Regions from separate parts of the Mus musculus genome. Here region 2 is linked to region 1. Evidence: chromatin contacts called from public promoter capture Hi-C data. All regions are on one chromosome and are shown on one strand. The core of a region is the stretch at or near the end of the contact, and the rest is flanking DNA. Distances in the headings are between cores, read along the strand shown.

Region 1 (4,855 bases), core at 469-2,968:
TGATTTAAATATAATATGAAGATCTACTGGTTTATTTTAAGACTGGAGTTTTCTGTAGCCCAGACTGATGTGAACCCCGGAGCTCTCCTTTCTTAACCCCCTGCCTGGGCAGCTGGGCTTACAGCTTGTATCATCAGATCCCACTTTAATTGGAACCAATTAAAAGTGCTATTATGTATTATGGTATTATGTATGTTTACATTGTGGCACACAGAGAGTTTTTAAGAGCCAAAGCTTTTTAAAAAAACGAGGACTGTAGTGTTTCAGAGTGAGGATAAGTGAGCCCGAGACCAAAGCTTCCTTTCCACTGTCCAAGTTCACATGTCCAAGACTGAATCCATGACTGTGGCCTGGAACTCCAAGAATGCTTTTTCAATCCACATGCATGGTTGAGCCTAAGCCTGAGGTAGCATCTGCCTCCCCTAAATCACAAATGCTATGGACGCTGTAGTATAGAGCAGTGGTCTCACCCTTCCTACTGAGACGCTTTACTATATACAGTTCCTCACGTTGGGGTGATCCCAACTATAAAATTATTTTTGAGGCTACTCATAACTGCAATTTTGCTACTGTTATGAACTGAAATGTAAAAGACTGTTTTCCAATGATCTTAGGTGATCTCTGTAAAAGGTTCATTTGACCCCTAAAGAGATCCCAACACAAAGGCTAAGAATCACTGGTATAGAGGGATAGGACACCCCAAAGGAAAATTAGGTACTGGAAAAGCAAGTATGATGTCTTATACAGCTTCTTAGAAGTAATAGTTGGTGATATTACATGCCTTCTCCCCACAGGGAGAAAGAGATAACATCAAGACCTTAATATATGGTATTTTCCAATATGGTAAACACTAACAACATGTATCTTTTCCAATGAAAAATAAGTGAAATTACAAGGCAGCTCCCTAGTCATAGCCGTATGTATTTCCGGTGACTACGTTACTGAGTAGTGTAGACTGTTAACATCTTCATGGTAGTGAACCAGTGAACTTATTTGAAAACAGGTATCTGAAAAACAAGCTTTACCAGCCTAGCCCTCAAAGTATTCCACTGCCGGAGTTGCTATCAATTACCCAGTGAGATGGCTTGACTGCGAAAGGCGTTTGCTGCCAAGGCTGACAACAGGAGTTTGATGTCTGGGACCCACACGGTGGAAGCAGAAGGTCAAAGAGGACTCCAACAACTTGTCCTCTGACCTCCATATGTGAGTCCTCTTTCCCCGTGCACCCCTTCCCGCGCGCACATGTACTCTGTCCCACAAATGTTGTAAAGGCTGAAATATATAAATAACACTCTAAAAAATGTTTTTGAGAAAAATCTCCGTTCTCATGAGCATTAAGTTCTATTTAAAAACACATTGCCAATTAGATAAGCAAAAACGAAATCAAACTATTTTTTTTTTAAACAAGTATTAGTAGAGTTGAGGATACACGGTAATTTGTTACCTATCTGAACGATGTGGCCATCCAGGTAACTACAAGACTTTTTCAATGCTTCGACCGGTGTAGGGAGAAGAACGCTGAGCGGAGGCTAAAGCAGCCTGGGACAGAATGCAAATGCTAGAAGCGGTGGGCTGGGAGCATGAAGGGAGGGGGATGCGCACCTCTACAGTTGTTGCGAGATGCCCGAGATGCGGGATGCGGAGGCGGGAAAAGAACCTAGCCTGGGCTTAGCAGTCCTTAGATCAGTCCCGTGGAGCCTCTCTGTGGCTCTCCGAAGTGGGCAGGGGGCACGCCCGCGCGCGAATGTCTGTGATTGTGGCGATGGTGGTTGCGCAGGCTCCGTTGTGTCCCGCCTCCCTCTGGCGTTTATGAGCTGGCTTTGGTCGCAAGGGTTGCTTTAGGTGAGCCCTGCTGTCATTCAGCTGCCCAGCAGCCTTCTCTGGCCAGCTGTGGGGCAGTTTGCTGGTTGACTGTCCTCTCCTTAGGAGATCTTGCAGCCTAGCGATTTAGGTAATTTGAGGTGAGCGGCAGGACAGCACACACTTATCTAATAGTTTTCTTTGACTAGACATTAAGTAAATTTGGGTACTTACACATTTCTATTAAGCCCTCCCCCCCCTTAAAAAAGTTTTCAAACTTGTACAAAAACTACTTCTTTTTTAAAAATGTGTTTAAAATTTATGTATAGACTCTGATCCAACTGAATTTTGTCACATGCTATTTCAACCATCAGAGAATATTCTTCCCTTTCCCCCACATTCTTTACATTTCTCCTTTATGTTCCCATGTTTATCCACACCCATCCTTTCATCCAGTAACCGCTATATACCGTCTGCCCTGTGGTTTTATCTTTTCCAGAATGTTCCCTAAAAGGAATGCTAACCTTCTGAGTCTGGCTTATTTCAGTGAACTGGAACTTCATATTCGTGGTCATATTCATATAATGTTCATCAATTGTTTATTGTTGAGTAGCATCCTATTGCATATATGGATATACTTGTCTGCTCACTCATCAACTGAAGAAATTTGGGCAGTTATGAGTAAATACAGTTCACAGTGAAAATGTATCCTTTGAGAAACCCCGTAGAGAGTATACTTCAATCCAATGAAAGCTACATATGACTCATAGTCAATAAAATGCTCAATGGAGAAAAACGTGAGGCAATTCTATTAAAATCAGGGACAATATGAGGCTGGCCATTCTCTACTTCTATTTAAAATAGTGTTCAAGGTACAGCAACATGACAAAGAGAAGGAAATAAAAAAGATAGGACTGGGAAACAAGTCAAGTATCGCTGTCAGTTGGTGATACAATACTACACACAAGAAACCCTAACATATCATCAGGAAACTAGAGCTGATCTAGACTTTCAGCAAAGCAGCAGTATACAAGATTAACATAAAAATCCACTGCATACCAATGGCACACTTAGAGAAATCAGGGAATTGACAACAGTAAACAAACAATCCCAAAACCCATAGGTTCAAAGAAAACAAAGACTGAAAGACATCCCATGCTAATGGATAAGACTTAAAGTTGTGAAAGAAACTATCCTAATAAAAGCAATAGACAGGACCAATGCTATTCCAATCAAAATTCTCATGCCATACTCACAGAAACTGAAAAACAAAAATCTTAACATTGATATAGAAGTACAAAGATCACAGATATCCAAAGCAGTCCTAGGCAAACATAATACAGAAGGCATTACCATACCCAGTGTCTTAGTTATTGTTCTACTACAGTGAAGAGATACCATGATCAAGGCAACTTATGAAAGAAAGCATTAACTGGGGGCTTGCTAACAGTTACAGGGTGTTAGTCTACGACCACTGTGGTAGGAAACAGCAACAGGTGGTCAGACATGGCCACTAGCATGTGCTTACATGATATGTAAGCTGAGAACCTTCCATCTGATTCATTAGCAGGAGGCAGAGAGGGGACTGGGCCTCATACACCTCCTCCAACAAGGATTTATCTCCTAATTCTTCCCAAACAGCCTTACCAACTGGGAATCAAACATTCAAACTTGTGAGTCAAAGGGGCTATTTTCATTCAAACCACCACATCTGGTTTCAAGATATACTGCAGTCACATTAATACAAAATGGCATGGTGCTAGGTGATGGTGACACCTATCTTTAATCCTAGCAGAAAAAGGAAGCTCTCTGAGTTCGAGGCCAGTCTGAGTTCTAGGACATAGAGAAACCCTGTCTTGAAAACCCACACTAAACAAAAGCAAAACCAAAAAAAATTGTGATACTGGCATAAAAATGCATTTAAATCAGCGAAAGAGAAGACCCAGACATAAGTCACGCCATTACAGCCACTTAATTTTTAAAAAAGAAAACGGCATCTTCAATGAATGGCGTTGGGAAAACTGATGTCTACATGCATTAGACGGAAGTGACTTCACTATTTCTAACCCTGCACAAAAAACCCAGCTTCATATTGACTGAAGAATGCCACAGACAATCTGAAACTAGGAAAAAAAGTAGGGACTCTGTACACGATAGAGCTATAGATAAGGACTTTCCTCAGTGGGGCTCTGGTTGCTCAGGGTATATGGCCAACGACTGAAGAAAAAAGTGAGAGCTTCTGTACAGCAGAGGAAGTGATCAATCAAGGGAAGACGTAGCCTCCAGGCTAGGAGATGAGAGCAAGTCTTTGCTAGATCTATGTCCAACATGATTGCTATTAAGTATTCAACTCAAAAAACAAAACACCAAGAAAACAAGTAGCTCAATTAAAAATGAGTCATAGATCTGAACAGAGAGAGATTTCTCAAAAGAAAAAATATGTATGGCTGCTAAACACGTTAACAAGTTCCACATCGATAGATATATGAACATTTTCAGAATCCAAAAGGGTTACAAGTTATTGTAAATCAATGTTTTCCCTTCCCATCTGGGCAATCATGTCAAATGTGCTATGTAGCTAGGTTAGCATTTTAGATTAACTTAATTGACTTTTAATAGATACTGTTACAACGCACACTGACTGTATATAAAACCCTCACATATAACAAATTACATTTAAGAAAAAGGTTCAGTTAGTCACTTGGCAAATGAAAATGAAAACTTTGGTAAGAGGAAGAGGAACATCTCATTGATGGTGAGAGTGTCGACTGGTGCATCCTCTGGAGAGATCAGTGTGGAGGCTCTTTGCAAAGCTCAAAGTAGAATCTCCACGTGGTAGCCGTCCCACTCCTGGGCATTTACCCCACAGGGCTCTCAAGCCTCATAGAGATGTGGGACCATTCCTGTTCATTGCTGCTCTTGACAATATGCAGGAAATGGGACCAGTTCATCAAAAGATAGAAGGAAAATGAAAATGTTATCTAGCTATAGATCCACCCATCCGTCCACCTACCCACCCATACACACATACATATGTACAATGGAATTCTATTCA
Region 2 (4,941 bases), core at 113-2,612, 260 kb before region 1:
CCTAGTGTGCAATGTTAAGGCCCACTTGCCCACTGACAGATAACATCCTGGTATTCTGGAGTCTGTTGTTCATGTACTTTCACTTCCGTAGACAAGGTTGGTTGCACCAGCTGCACAGGAGGTGCTTGATGATACACAGGCAGGAGATGCATTGACTGGAAGGATGCTTGTCCCCAGTGGACTAAGGCTGGAAGCACCATAGCTTTGTGGGCTTGGCCTCTACAGGCACCTGTCTAATGTAGCTTGAGGCCATTCTTTGGGAATCATGGGTATGGACCTGGCCAGTGTCCATCTTCCTGGCCAGTATTAAATAAAGCTTTCTTTAATTGGATAATTGTGGAACTGGTCTTTCCCCTAGCAATTTTCAAGTTCAACAATGGCCTGAAGTCACTCCAGTAAGTCAAGACGTAGCACACAAGACAGGCTTAGAAATGAGTGAGCAAAATTCCTGTTGTAGATACTACTGCCAGAAATAAAGAGGCTCTTACCTACAGCAGTGACAATAAAAATGGAGTGTTACAAGATTTTGTGACTGATCTGAGGCAGGAGGATATTGGTATACAGCAGTGTCCATCCTATATAGACTTCCTACTAGGCACTTCCTACATAGGCAGGTGGCAGTCACCCTAGGGAAGAGGTAATGAGTGGGCTTCACTGACTGACTACGATAAAATGTGAGCTCTCTAGGTGGAATTATCTAGACGGTGGCTGGACCATCTTACTCATTCCTGGAGGTGCTTGCAGTTTTGCCAATCACTGCACAATCATCTCCAAACTTAGCAAAAAATCTAGCTCTTAACCCTGGTTAAATAAATAAATGTACCTGCCAAAGATCTGGAAGGAGGGTTAATTTGGAAACATGTCATCAGAGGTGCTTTATTTGTAGTGAGATCAGGGTAACTCCTGCTTCAGATCCAGCTATCAGAACAGGAGTTTGGGGACATCTGCCTCAGTTTACTTTATGGCCTGTATTTATTTTAAAAGACTTGTCTTGGTACAGCAGCACACCAAACAACTATCACTTGCTAGCAATGTGGCCCTACACGAACAACCTGTCAAGCAGATTGTACGGGTGATCCGATGGTCTCACCCTCCAGGTTGCATCTGCAGGAGTGTTTTTTTTTTTTTTCCAAGATTCGTGGTGCAGGGCTCACGAAGGGCTGGTCTCACAAAGCCCAGAGGTGACATCTCCGCGAATAGCCGCAGAGGCGGGCGCCCCACGGAGGGGGCGGTGCCCGGGCCGCCAGCTCTGCTGACGCCACATAGGCCGAGATCACCTCAGCAGCGCGTGGTGCAATCACAGAGCGCCTTCGCCTCTGCCGCTGTCCGCCACCAATCTGGTCCTGAGATCCCTCCGCCAGGCTCGTCCGTGCCCGCTGCCGGGGCCGTGCTCGTTAAGCACGCGGGACCTCGTGGTCTGCGGTTCTCGGGGCGCGATCATTTGTGCAGCCATCACTTTCTTCACCGAGTCCAAGTGCCACGGTAGAGCCTGCTTCCTCAGGTCCCCTCGGTGGCGCAAGAATCCCCGCACCTAGACGGAGGCGTGGCCACCAGAAGCCCCGCCCCGTCTGTGACGTCCTGGTGGCGCGCGAGCTGTCTGTGGGCGTGTGAAGGGCCCGGGCCAGACTAAGCCATCAGGCCGGGGCCGCCTCCCGACTTCTATCTGCCGGCTTCTCCTGCTCCATCTTTTCCGAGAAGCGGTGTGCGACCTCGGCCCCCAGCCTACCGGGCGGATCGAAGCGACGGTCGGGATGGTACTTCTGGGCTTGCTGCAGTCAGGCGGCTGGGTGCTCGGACAGGCGATGGAGCAGGTGACAGGAGGCAACTTGCTTTCCACGCTGCTCATCGCCTGCGCCTTCACTCTCAGCCTCGTCTACCTGTTCCGTCTCGCCGTGGGCCACATGGTCCAGCTGCCCGCTGGAGCGGTACGTGCACCTCGGGGTCCTCAGTCTGTGCCCCGGCTAAGCGGGCGGGCTCGGGGGGCGCTAGCGGTGGCGGGCGCGCGGGAGGCTGGGGTGGCGGCTGCAGACGCCCGTGCCTGATCTTTGCTGTTGTGGTGGTCTTTCTGGTCTCCTTGCTGGAACCTGAACTCGGGGGCTGTGCTGGCCGTCGCCGTTTCTGCTGTGATAGCGGCTTTGAACTTCTGGCTAGGATCCTACTTTGCAGCGTTTGTAGTCAGTGATGGATGTGCAGACTGGAGGCCTTGCTGGATGGATTTGGCTGGTCTGATTGCCTTGGCCATCCATGACTCTTAAGTGCAGAGCACTGTACTGACTTTACTGTTGGTTGTCAGAGGTGTTTGGGCTCTTTGTGAGGGCCTTGATGGCAAGTTAAGGGTAGCTGCATCCCCGGTGGCCATCACTCTTGATACTGCCCTGTGTGTTTAGTATACTGTGGGCTATTGGGCATAACGATGATTAATAGCAGTGTCAGGGAAATTGCAGACAGTTCATAAGTGACTTGAGAGTGTGGGAAGCGCTTTCCTGTGATGCTGTTAAAATACTGTTTCTCTAGTTTAGCGCTACACCAAACCACTAATTTCAAGCCTTCCAAATATAGTTCATGAATACCCTTGTAATCAACATTTGGTAGCTTTGAAAACCATCCCTTCGAAACTGACAATGGGATGTAAAAACTTAACCCAGCGTTAAGTTCCAACCAAGTTGCTTTAAAACTAATCTCTGAACCCAAGGGATCGATAGGCAGTTACTATTTCTTACTTTCATTAGATACATTTCAAAAGCTCACTATCATCATCATCATTTCTGAGATATTTATTATATCCCAGGGTGGCTGTAGAACTTGTTATGTAGCCAAGGCTCACCTTGGCATATCTTCCAGCCTTCACCCCTTGAGTGTGCAGTGCCTTCCTGTGTAGTCATTTCTGTTTTGAGTTCTTTTGAGGCTAAACCTTGTCTAACTATACTGTGTGTGTGTGTGTGGTTTTTTTAAACATTATTCTTAAGCAGGCTATCATATGAAACTTTCCTATTAATAAAATGAAAACTAAAATTTTCATTTTCTTTTTGCAGAAAAGTCCACCACATATTTACTCTCCAATTCCATTCCTTGGCCATGCAATAGCATTTGGGAAAAGTCCAATTGAGTTTCTGGAAAATGCATATGAGAAGGTAAGTCTTCGGAACAGACAGAGGCAGAGACTCTAGTGTAGAGAAGTGCTTTTCTTTAAATAGAAAGACATTTGTAAAAAGATTGTGCCCTCCCTGCTTATTGGCAGTATTGAAAACATAAAAGGAAAAGGCCTTGTTGGCTCTTAGCTTCCCAGAGTGTCTGTCCTGGGATATAGTCTCTGAGATGTGAGGAAACCTGTAGTTCTAACAATTACGTTTTTAAAAATAGTCTTACATTTTATTTTCGTGGATTATAGTCAGAGTTGACAGCTAGTTTCTTACTGATATATCTTTGGAATGTTGTGTCTTGTACCCCTGGTTCTGTCCATCCTGTGGGATCTCAGCCTCCACTTGGACGGTGTGGGTACTCAAGTCTTTGCTTCTTCCCTGTGAAAACAGTCCTTTGGCATCAGATCAGCCGTTTGTTCCAAAGACTGGCTCTGGGGTTCTTGTTAATTATTTCACTTCCCAATATTATTTAACTGAACTCTCTTTTGTTTTAATATCGTTTAAAATATTCTTTGAGAGTTTTATAAATGTATACAATGTATTTCAATCGTAGTCACATCCCACTTCCCTCTTCCAGTTCCTCCTTGTTCTCCCATGTCTCCCTCTCAACTTTATACCGTTTTCTACAAAACAACACACTGAGTCCAGTTAGTGTCCTCTACATATGAATGGAGTAGGGCCTCCATTAGAGCATGGTCAACCTACTTAGGGTCACATCCTTAAGAAACTGACTCCCCATCCTTTAGCAGCCACGGACTATCATCAGCTCCACAGCTACAGGGTGTTGGGTCTTCTGTGCACCTCCTGCATCCTAAGTCTATTCTTGACACTGAAGGAAAAAAAAAGATACAGTTTTAAAATTGTATAAAAGTCTTTGTGTCTCTATTAGTATGTGCACCTAAATGCAGTTGCTTGCCAAGGCCAGAAGAGGGCACTGTATCCCCTAGAGATAAAGCTATAATCAGATGTGAGCTGACCAGTATGGGTTCTGGGAACCAAACTCAGATCCTCTGCAAGAAAAGAGCCATACACCAGTTGTTATACCACACTCCTTCTGATATACTTGTGCAAATACTTAATGGTAGTGATTCTTTGATGTTATTTGGTTCGTGGATTCTGCTGATCAAATTCAGGTCACCAGACTTGATGGCAAGAGATTTTTACCTACCTGGCCATCCCACCAGCCCCGTTAAATTAATTTTTAACAAGAGGGAAAAAATATTTATATTCTTATAGATGTTGATTAAAGAATTCAATATAGCCAGTATAGAACAAAACCATACTTAAAAAGGTATATATCTAATGCTGAGAGCAACGGACTAAAGCTAACAGTGACATTTAATGAGCTCTGATGTTTTGCATGGTAGAAAATATTTTCAGGATAAGTAGTGAAAAAGAAGAAATCATATTTATACTGACTTTGTGATGAAGACAGGAGGTGGGATATGACCAGATGAAAGCATTTGCTTCAAAGTTTATGCATATTTGGAACTTTTCAGCAAAGTATTATTCTGTGATGTAAGAAATGTCTTTGTAACAGAACTTTGGATCTTTTTCTCTTTAGTATGGACCTGTGTTTAGCTTTACCATGGTGGGCAAGACCTTCACTTACCTTCTGGGGAGTGATGCAGCTGCGCTGCTCTTCAATAGTAAAAACGAAGACCTGAATGCAGAAGAAGTCTACGGTCGGCTGACAACACCTGTGTTTGGGAAGGGAGTTGCATATGATGTGCCAAATGCAGTAGGTGGCTCTTCTGTCCTGGACAAAAGTCAAATCTAAACTACAGTAGTTCCAACTAGT

Evidence for each region. Promoter capture Hi-C pulls out the DNA fragments that hold promoters and counts their contacts.
Region 2: a promoter capture Hi-C map of liver shows a contact between it and region 1, with 4 times the contacts expected there. The contact joins the promoter of Cyp51 here to the promoter of Lrrd1 in region 1. A contact is called at or near these places in 21 of 39 promoter capture datasets (the 3T3-L1 cell line, 3T3-L1-derived adipocytes, the C10 cell line and 13 more), 15 of 115 datasets of contacts at active chromatin or transcription factors (the 230-238 cell line, the SCID.adh cell line, bone marrow-derived macrophages and 4 more) and 3 of 9 other capture datasets (adipose tissue, embryonic stem cells and liver).

What each region holds. Positions count from the first base shown.
Region 1 is chr5:3,842,036-3,846,890 of GRCm38.p6, reverse strand. Lrrd1 (leucine rich repeats and death domain containing 1) reads right to left here and starts at 1,718. Exons shown (of 6, transcript NM_172879.3): 1 at 1,445-1,718. Krit1 (KRIT1, ankyrin repeat containing) reads right to left here. Exons shown (of 17, transcript NM_030675.3): 17 at 2,376-4,855.
Region 2 is chr5:4,101,118-4,106,058 of GRCm38.p6, reverse strand. It overlaps Cyp51 (cytochrome P450, family 51), which reads left to right and starts at 1,362. Exons shown (of 10, transcript NM_020010.2): 1 at 1,362-1,925; 2 at 3,033-3,131; 3 at 4,705-4,881. The coding sequence starts at 1,752.